2 separate regions of the Mus musculus genome follow, and region 1 is linked to region 2. The links are chromatin contacts, called in public promoter capture Hi-C maps. All regions are on one chromosome and are shown on one strand. The core of a region is the stretch at or near the end of the contact, and the rest is flanking DNA. Distances in the headings are between cores, read along the strand shown. Region 1 holds the start of Cwc22 (CWC22 spliceosome-associated protein). Region 2 holds the start of Sp3 (trans-acting transcription factor 3).

Region 1 (5,211 bases), core at 1,487-3,986, 5.0 Mb after region 2:
TATTCCTCTACCCCTTATTCTTGGGGCCACCAAGCTGTCTGTCATTATCTGCATCAAGGCAGCACTAGTAGATGCTGTGTGCCCAAGAGGTAACTGGACCCGAATGTAGCATAGGCCTTCATCTTCACTTCATACTTTGTGTCTGCACTCCACAAGTCAAATCTGGTCCCCAGCTTTGTCAACAAAATCTGCTAACTTGCACAGATTGGTTAGAAATGACCTTTCATATCATTAGAAGTTATGTTTGTATACTTTTTTCTTCTGAGCATATTCTGGTGTAAAGGAAATATTACCATGTAGCCTCTAGACACCAAGCTCGACCACCCATCACAGAAGCTCTGATCTAGAAAGAGCCTCCCCTTGTAAAGTGATTCAGAGCACCCACAGGATAAATTTTCAAGGAGGAAGTATTGAACTTTGCCTGGCTTAAGCCACTACTGAGTTAGGCTCAAAGATAGATTAAAAACAGTTAATTCTGGGTCTCGCTTACTAAGTTATCAATTCTTTAATCATTGAAGCTTTTCCTAAAAAAGGATGCCCCACACTTTCTTTCCTTTCTGTTCACTGGCATTTACTAACATGGCACGATAGGCAAAGGCTTGTTTGAATCCACTCCCCTGCCCATGTGTGCTATCTTTTTAAAAAAAACATTTTAAAAAATGTCTTCAAAGTTTGTGCTGAGGTAAGCATTCAACTGTCTTCTCCCATGTTTACTTGGGAGGTGTAAGAAAAAGTGTTAACAAGCCTGAGAGTTTTCTGAAATCCTTAGTGCTCCATCGGCCTCCCTTGCTCGTAATTGTAGGGAACCTCAAAGTTGGCTCAAGACACTCCAAGAGCGTGTTCTCTGCACAAAGGAGACTTATTTGCCCCAGAAGGACAAAGGGCAAGAAACAGGAGACAAAGACAGGACACTAGGATGAGGGAGAAGGGGAAGGGAACAAGGGAGAGGGTAAAGGGGTATTTGTCCCAAGGGAACAAAGGACTGTCTCTGGATAGAGAGAAGACATACATATAGGAAAATATTAGCGTAGCGGGTAGAGGGGTTAGGCTGAGGTATTTAATTTAAATTGGGCATGTCAATTAGTTGACCCCAGAGAGGTTTTGGATTGTTGGACTTCAATGCTTTGATAGCTGGATCTCTGCAGGTTAGATCAGGGAACAGATCTTGGGGGCTAGCTTGAGGAATGTGATCTAACGGTTTTTAACAAGACACGGGGACTTGGGAAGGAGAGCCTTGTCCACCACATTCAAGCTGGCTAGAGTTCCTGCAGTAATTTCAGACTTACAGAGAAAACAAGGGAAATCTGACAGAAAAACCCTCAAAGACATTAGTTCCAATCTGCTGTATTACCGATAATCACTTCTTTCTGGAACTGGTCTATTTCCAGACTGAGTCTGACTGGGCCAGTCATGAACAAGGTAGGACTCAACTAAAATAACCAGTCTAAACCCGGCTAGCCCACACCTTTAATCCCAGCACTCAGAAAGCAGAGGCAGGCAGAACTCTTTAAATTTGAGGTCAGCCTGCTCTAAGGAGTGAGTTCCAAGACAGTCAAGACTACACAGAGAACAGGAAAAATAAATAAACAAAAGGCAGTTTAAATACAGAGCACAATTAACAGAAAAGGTAGCTCATTTTCACATGTATGGATCTTTTTTGCCTTCATATACATATAGGGACAGTTCAAGTTGCTGGTGCAAGTGGCTATCAGCAAGCAGGTATCCAGTCCCCTGAATCTGATATTATAATTTGTTGTGATCCATCTTGTGGGTGCTTGGATCGAACCTAGATCCCTCTGAAAGAGTGCTTTTAACCACTGGGCAAACTCACCAACGGCTTGCCGGGGCTCAGTTACTGTTTCTATTAATACCTTTCCCCAAATTATTCTTCCGGGGGGCGGGGGGGCGAGTTAAGTGGCTACAATGTATCAAAAAAGTCTTGCATTTAGAGCAGGTCAAACAGCTGGCACAGTGCTGTTTGTACTGTAGGGCCTGCAGCTCGCTAGGGGCAGGAACTGCAAACCCATGTTTGGAAGTTGCAAATAGTAGAGGCTTTTAGAGTTAAGGTTAACTACGTATGCGACCTAAACACAGAAGATGCGAAACATGGATCACTAGGGCTAAACATGACAGGGGTTCAGTCAAGTCAATGAAAACGATCCATAAATGAAAATGTAATAGAATTGGCTACTGGGATAAGCTGGAATGAGGCAAACGCGTTACCAGAATTTATTAATGCCAGCCCCGGGACGCCGACTGGGGACGCGACCCAGGGTGCTCCCAGGAGAGGTGTTCACCGACAACCCAGACCAAGGCCCAGACACGCACGCCCCGCCGCCGGCGCTAGGCCCAGCCGGCTCACACGGCACCTCGCGGGCCGCCGGTGGAGACGGCGCAGCCACATGAGGAAAGCAAGGCCCACCGGGCAAGCGCCCACTCGCAAGTCCCTGCCCTCTCCACGCGACCTAGCAACCCGCCGCCCCCACTCTGGCTCCTAGTCTATCCCGAGTCTTCAGAGTTCCGTAATTACCTAAAGCTCCACCGCGCCGCCATCATACCGGAAGAGCGTCAGTTCCCTTTCCCGGGTGAAAGTAGCGCGAGAAATTAGTGAAAAACTGGTAGTGAATTGGCAGGTATGTGATACGATTAATGATAATGCGGTATAGTAACACCTTGAGTCAAAGCAATCCAGCTAGTAACACTGTCATTCCTTACAAAGAACACGAGAAAAGAACATGTGAGTCCGAGTGAACTACAAAGTCCAGCATGCTCTGGCAGCGCGGACGGAAATGAGTTGTAGTTGGACCGCAGTGCATGACGGGAATTGTAGTTCGTTCGGATAGGAGGTCACACTAGAGACACTTTTGAGAGCTAGGTTTTCGAGGCATGCTTCTTATTCTAACACTACTCATCTTCTAAAGCCATAAAAAGTAGCTCTTAGTAGACACCGTAGCTTTTCTTTCTTTTTTTTTTTTTTCAGTGTAAAAGCTTAACACTAAGATACATACTATGAAACTACCGCAGAGGCTTACTATATAATACCTTGCCTGAAAATAATAAAAAAAGTAGCGATCCCTTTCAGATTTTTGACAGAAGCTTTACCAAAAGTCTGTTTGGGAGAAGAGGGGAAAGTGACAAAATGTTTAGTATCTATTAAGTTCCAAGATTTTAAATTCAAGTGAATGGAAGACTATCTGATTATAAATGATATGTTGTAAGGACAGTGAGAAGTAAATTGGAGGCCCAACATGGTGGTGTCTGCCTTTACTCCAAATATTTTGGAGGCTGAGACTGGCACTGTGTGTTCCAAGACATCCAGAGCTACATAATGAGCCCCTGTCTTGAAAGAGAGAGAGAGAGAGAGAGAGAGAGAGAGAGAGAGAGAGAGGAAGGTGAAAAAAGAAAAGAAGCAAGTTGCCTGGCGTGGTGGCACATGCCTTTAATCCCAGCACTCTGGAGGCAGAGGCAGGTGGATTTCTGAGTTCGAGGCCAGCCTGGTCTACAAAGTGAGTTCCAGGACAGCCAGGGCTATACAGAGAAACCCTGTCTCCGAAAATAAATAAATTAATTAATTAATTAAAAAATTAAAAAAAAAAGAAGCAAGTTGTATTTATGATACTTTCAGGGTTGGAATGTGAAATCTGTAACGAGTTTAGAGCACTGGCCTCAATTATACTGTTTCCTTAGTCTTTGATTTTCAGTGTTACCAAAAGGTAAGTGTTAAAGAGCATGCTAATGTGATTGGAAAGCTCTTCCTAAAACAACATCATCTTTATATTTCAAAGTATTTTGTAAACCAGGCCTGGCTTCTCCAAGAATTTTGTTTATTTTTTAAACAGGGACAAGGTCTCACTATGTAGCCCTGGCTGGCCTGGAACTTACTATGTAGACCAGGCTGGTCTTGAACTCACAGAGATCTGCCTGGCTCTGCTTCCTAGGGGCTGGCATCAAATGCCTGGGGCAGTAAGCTCTGCTTCTTTATTATAATTTTAGGGTGATTGAGCTTTCAGCCTTTTCCTAGAGATAGTATGACTTTGTTAGCGTTTCTCCTGCTATAAAGTGACACCATGACTACAGCAATTGTTATATTCAAACAAACAAACAAATGAACAAACAAACAGCCAATCTAATTGGCTTACAACAGAGGTTTATTCCATTATTGTGATGGTGGAATTCATGGTGGGGAGTTTTATGGCATCTAAGTAGTAGGGGGGCTAGAGAAGGAGTTGAGAATTCTATATCTAGATCCACAGACAGCAGGAGAAGACGTTCAAACACTGGCCAGGCGTGGGCATCTGAGAAGCCCACCTCAGTGACACACTTCCTTCCACTGCACCAAGTCTACCTCAACAAAGCCACACCTCCTAATTCCTGTGAGTCTATGTGGGCCATTTTTATTCAAACCCCCACAGGGTGTAAACAAAATAAAAATCCTGGGCTAGGCACTTTAATCCCATAATTTAAGAGGCAGACCTGTGTTCAAGTGTTCAAGGCCAGCCTGATCTATATAGTCAGTTCTCAGCCAGCCAAGGCTACGTAGTGAGCTTTTAATACTAGTACTTGGGAAGCAGAGGCAGATAGCTCTCTAAGAGTTTGAGGCTAGCCTGGTATACAGAGTGAGTTTCAAGCCAGCCAAGGCTACATAGCAAGACCATGTCAAAAGCAGAAAGAAAACAAGGCAAATCAAACCAGCAACAACAATATCAATAAAGCAAAGGGAATAATAAAATTCTAGAGCTGGTCCTCACTGTGTATTAGAGTTTCTAAAAGAGCAGTTTTGATAGAATGAATATATAATAAGAGATGTATCAGGCTGGCTTAAAAGATGTGGTATGAATAATTATCTTAGTTAGGTTTTTATTGCTGTGAAGAGACACTGTGACCATGGCAACTCTTATGAAGGAAAAGATTTATTGGGGCTGGTTTACAGTTTCAGAAGTTTAGTCTGTTATCACAATGGACAGGAAAAATGGTGGCACTTGGGCAGACATGGTGCTAGAGAAGGAGTTGAGAGTTCTACATCTTGATCTGCAGGCACCAAGGAGATTATGTGCCACACTGGGCATAGCTTGAGCATAGGAGATGCCAACAATGACACACTTCCTCCAACTAGGTCATACTTCCTAATAGTGTCACTCCCTATGGACCAAGCATTGATTAGGTCTCTGTGGGCATACCTATTTAAAACACCAAAATAGTCCAAGGACAGCT
Region 2 (5,223 bases), core at 2,708-5,207:
TCATTAAGGTCATGCCTGTAATTTGGACAATATTCGCAGAGATCTCATTTCCTAATTATTAATAATAAAATACAAAGGAACTTTGCTGCATCATCTCTGGATGCCCATTACAGGTCATTATAGATGAAACCACTGTGTCTGTCTAATCTGTAGCTCTGCACACCCTTGGCCAGGATCCTCTATAAGTTCCAAACTCAAATGGTAAAGTCAGTCTCTAGTGAACACTGGCTTCTCAAGGTACTCATCATCTAGAAATACCAAGCTAAATTGTCATTAGGTTGAGCATCTGCATTTGGCTTTGGACAGAACACATTAATAGATATCTTTGTCTAGAACCTAGATTAGAAAATGAACATTAATGGAAAAATTGGCAAAACTCAAAATCTGTAGCTACCCATGTTAGTGATACACAGATTTGAAAACTGTGCCACAATAAGGCAGCACGGGGGGTAGCTGGGTAAAGGTGAAGGTCGTGACTCTGACACTGGATTTCCTGCTTTGCCCTAAATCTAAAAACATCCCACAACCCTCAAGACACTACGGTCCTCTAGTGATCTCCAGTAATTTTAGAGTACTTAAATATATTTAAGTATAGTTTTAAATATTGAAAATATCTTTTAAGCATTCTGAAAAAAACTTTAAACTACTTTTAAACTAGAAACCAACTTTTTTCCCCATTAATGTTCAGACAAAAATGACAGCTCTCATATTTTTCACCTTATTCAACTTTCAGCTCAGTTTACTTCAACTTTGCTCAAAGTGAAAAATTTGGAAGAACTCAGATTTATCGAGCATCAAACATGCACCAAAAAATTCCAAGTTTAGAGGCTTCTCTAGCAAACTGTATTTTCATATTATTACTTTTACTAAATTCAGAGTGTTCATGTTCATCTGGCAGGAAATGGTGTTCTTAGTAATGTTGTGATAGGTCAGAGATCTTAAAGAAGCCCAAGAACATGACACAAACACATGGCTGGGGTCAGTCTAGTGATCCACTAGAGTTGGAGTCTAAGCATGATGCTTTCAACCCTGTGCTTCTCCTCACCACTCCCCTCCCCATCTGTAAGCACATTCTGAAACTTTGATAGTTACATGAAAAATTGCACTTTATTTAAAGTTTATTTTTCAATTTTACTTCTGAGGTAGTTTATTAAGGAAAACAATAAACTTAATTTGACACTTTGGGACTAGGGAAATATAACTTACTTTAAAAGTTTACTAATCTGCTTAACGTTTCTTTAAATTTAAAAGTTTTCCCAAACAGCTTTTGATATTTTAATATGCTTAAAAAATACATGACATTAAAAATGCTCCCACTGTCCATAGTCTAATTTCAGACTAAAAATATCTATTTACTAATACAGAGTAACAACGTTGAATGACTAGTATACAACAGCTAACTTTTCTAACAGTGACAACTAAACTGACACTACATAAATCGATTGCTATAAACCTCTTAAAAACTTAGTCTTGAGGCGTGTTTTAACTATCTTAACAGGTGAACACACCTTTTCACAGTAAGCTAAGAGCAGCAATGGTCCACACAGATGTAAAATTCACATTGTCTACAGCACCTAATTTTACACTGAGTCTTCACTAAGACTTGCCGCTCCTCTCCACAACCTAGAGGTTCTAAAATTTACAAAAGAATCCCATCAGACTCGTTATAATAAAAATAACATTTAGCCAACCAATTTCAACTCTTAAAAGTATGAAGTGTGCTAACAAGCATGTAAACAAAATGACTTTCATCTACTTTTTAAGATTGATATTCTAGAAAACCTCAAAGGCCAAAGTTATTACTAACTTCAAATTCAAATTTCAATAGCCTCCCAACTATTTCACTTAACCCTACTCAGAACAAAACTAGTGCAAAGTTGGAGTAGTCTGCAAAACGCCAACAATTCTGAATGATCAGGTTAAAAAATAATAATAATAAAAATGTTCGTCCCTGCGTATAAAAGAACACCCTCCTTAAATGATCAAATACCCAAGATCTGGAAACTTGCTCCAGATTCAAAAACTCTAGAAACTAGAGCCATCCTTGCCTCGGTAGGTGATACTATCTGTGACCGATAGGCTGTGCTTGCAAATGTAGTGCAAAGAGCGAGTGAGTTTTCAAGTCCTGATACGAATTACTTAAACATCCATTTTGGAGTCCCGTGCCCACCCCCCACCTCCTCCGTCTCAGACTTCATTTTGTGAGGAATTTTGCGCGCGATGCCGCAGTGACAATCTCCGGAAAGCGCGGGCCGGCCCGGGCTCCCACCGGGGACGCGAGCGAGCAGGGAAGCGCGGCAGAGCCGGACGGCCCGCGCGTGACGGCCGCGCGGCGGCGGGAGGCCTTGGGCTGGCGGGCTGGCGGGCGGGCGCGCCGCAGGCCCGGGATGGCGGGCGGGCGGGACTTACCGCTCCGGCGGCGGCGGCGGGGACCCCGGCGGCGGCGGCAACGGCCGCCTCCTCGTCGTCGTCGCCCGGCGATGGCGGCCCTATCTTGCTGCAGGTAGCGGCCAGCAGAGCGAGCGGTGACGGCTGAGTGTCCTACCCGCGATGGGCGGGTTCAGAGAGGGAGACAGGGAGGGGGGTGGCGGTTAGGGCCGGGCCCGCTCGCACAGGAAGTACGGCTCGCTCCGCGCCTGGCCGCGCCGCCAACCCGGCCCCGCGCTCTCCTCCTCCTCCTCCTCCGGGGTCTGCGGCGCCTCTCCCCGCGCTCGGTGGCCCGCGGCGGACGGCTGCGCGCCGGGCCTCTTCCCTCCGTCCGGATCCCACCCGGGAGGGCGCGCACACTTGCACACTCACACACACACAAACACACACACAAAAAGGCGGCGGGCGGGGGCGCGCGGGCGGGGTCGGAGCGTTGGCGCCTCGGGCGGGCAGCTCCCGGGGCGGGGGAGGGGCGGGCGAGCGCGCGCGGGAGGGAGGGAGGGAAGGAGGGAGGGCGAGGGGAGGAGAAAGCGGCGCGCGGGGAGCCCGGCCGCGCTCAGCCGCTCCTCACCTGGGCCGCCGCCGCCGCCGCGCCGTTTCCGTGCTGCTGCTGTTGCTGCTGCTGCTGCTGTAGATACTCGCCGTGGCCGCCGCCGCCTCCGCCGCCGTCCACGTCCAAGGCAGCCATTTCCTCTTGTTTCACGGGCTTTTCGGGAGCTGCAGGCACAGCGCGGGGGGAGGGGGGAGGAGGAGGGTGGGGTGGGGAGGAAGGCGGGTGCGGGGAGGGAGGGGGCCCGCGAGCCGCGGCCACATTAGTGAGCGCCGGGCGGCCCGGGCCCTGCCCCTCCCCTGCCCTCCCCCCGGCCGCGGCGGCCACGGCGGCGGCGGCGCGCTCCCTCCTCCCCTCCTGCTGCCCCCGCCCGCCGCGGCTGTAACCCTCCTCCTCCTCGTTCCCTCCTCCTCCTCCCCGCGCTGCCCCTGCCCCCTCTCCTCTCCTCTCCTCTCCTCCCCTTTCCCTCCGCGGCGCTCGCTCCTCTCGCACCGTCAGTCACTCGCACACGCCCGCCCGCCGCCGCCGCCCGCGCCCGCACACAGGGGGGATGCGCTCCCGGCGGACCGGGCCGCCCGCCCGGAGCCCGGCGGGCACTCGGCGCTGGGGCTGGAAGGGCTGGACAGCTGGCTGGCGGAGATGGGAGTGCGGCTTTCTGCCTCCGCCGACACTCGGTCGCACGCTCCCGGAGGCCGGGAGCCGGCGGTGGCGGCCCCGGGCTGGCTGTGGGCGGCAGTGGCAGCGGCGGAGGCAGCGAGGGTTGCTCTCTCTCGGCTTTACGTACCGGTCATAGTGTGTTTAGGACAGCTCAGGCGGGGCTCCCCGCCGCCTTACACATGGTGAGAAGCGAAGGCGGCGGCGGCGGGAGAGGATGCGGGAAGCGGCGGCGGACACGGCCGGAGCGGTCCGGGGAATTTTTTTTTTCCTATTTTGATTGACTGTGCGGGAAACACAAAAGGTGGAGCCTCCAGCCCAAAAGGGGGGAAGAGGGCGACAGCCCGCCCGGAAGTTCCGCCCCTCTTCCCGGCTCTCATTTGCCGCTAGGCTCTCCGTCAGCTCTGTTCATTGGTCCGGACGCCTGTCCGTCGCTCGGCCTGGCGGCGGGCTTCCTGTTTGCCCCCGGGTTGAAGGGGAGAGACAATGAGCGGCCGTGGCGCCGTAGGTTCTCCAGAACGGCCCCGGCTCGCGCGTTACCCCGCTGTGCCAGCCTCGTTCCTCGGCTGCGGCTGCCAGACCCGAGGCGCAGGCCTCTTCCACTGGCTGGCCCTGTGTGCAGGCCTCGCCAGGCTGTCGGGGAGCCGAGCTGGGGAGGAAGTCCGTCCCCGGTGGCTCCGGCTCCACTCGACGTCTCCTCCATCCTGGCAGCCGACCGGACTGGATCTCCCCAGGGCCCGGGCGCTCGGAGCTGCGTCTTGCCAGCGCTGCCAGGAGGCCACCGCCGCTCGGCCCCAGGGCTGCTGCTGCTACTGAGCAAACCGGACCCGCCCCACGAGCCCTGGGGGAGGGAGCTGGTATTGGGGGAGACACCCCCTCCGAGGCTGGAGGAGGACGTTTTCACACACATTCAGCTCTTGGTCGCAAGTCGGATCCATCACCTTCTCATCCTCCCGAGCTTAGCCCGTGGTTACCAACCATCTACTTTTGTGGACCCTGGAGGCGGGCACTTAGAGCAAAAAGATATCTCCAGTCCCTTCATAAAGAAAAAAGGTTTTAGTTCTGGCCAGTGATATCAAAGCAGGCTTAGTTATGTTTTTATTCAATGAGATACAGTCACCCTTTAAAATCAGTTTGCTGCACACACAAACTACCTGCTTCTTAACCAAGAAAGTCAGTCAACATTTGTTAAAACAGTACATCTAAAAAGTATCCTTCCTCTTGGGAGCGTTTAGTTACTTTTTTTTTTTTTTTTAAATTTTGTACTTAGTGGTGTATTAACACCCCTTCCTTTGACATCCTCAATGCCTTGCAGTCAGTCATTCAGGAGAAAAAAGTGTTCTGCAAACAACAGACAGAACGTTGTCTATTACCTCTAGATACTTTTGCTTAAGAAAGGTTGAATTTAAGAGTAGGAAACACTATCCACAATACTTTTATTAGAAATCTACCTCAAGCAAGAATAAACATCCCAATTATTGTACTTGTATGTTTTGTATGAGGTTGAAGGCAAAGCATTTAAACTAGCTTTGTATACACGAACTTGAAAATTCATGGGGGGGAGGGGCAGTGCATACATCGGTTTCAGAAGC

What was found. Promoter capture Hi-C pulls out the DNA fragments that hold promoters and counts their contacts.
Region 1: a contact with region 2 is called in a promoter capture Hi-C map of 3T3-L1-derived adipocytes, with 2.7 times the contacts expected there. The contact joins the promoter of Cwc22 here to the promoter of Sp3 in region 2. A contact is called at or near these places in 3 of 39 promoter capture datasets (the 3T3-L1 cell line and 3T3-L1-derived adipocytes).

What each region holds. Positions count from the first base shown.
Region 1 is chr2:77,943,620-77,948,830 of GRCm38.p6, forward strand. Cwc22 (CWC22 spliceosome-associated protein) reads right to left here and starts at 2,737. Exons shown (of 20, transcript NM_001362658.1): 1 at 2,531-2,737.
Region 2 is chr2:72,976,489-72,981,711 of GRCm38.p6, forward strand. It overlaps Sp3 (trans-acting transcription factor 3), which reads right to left and starts at 3,958. Exons shown (of 7, transcript NM_001018042.3): 1 at 3,762-3,958; 2 at 2,999-3,144; 3 at 2,410-2,541. The coding sequence starts at 3,768. It overlaps Sp3os (trans-acting transcription factor 3, opposite strand), which reads left to right and starts at 2,944. Exons shown (of 3, transcript NR_045269.2): 1 at 2,944-3,107.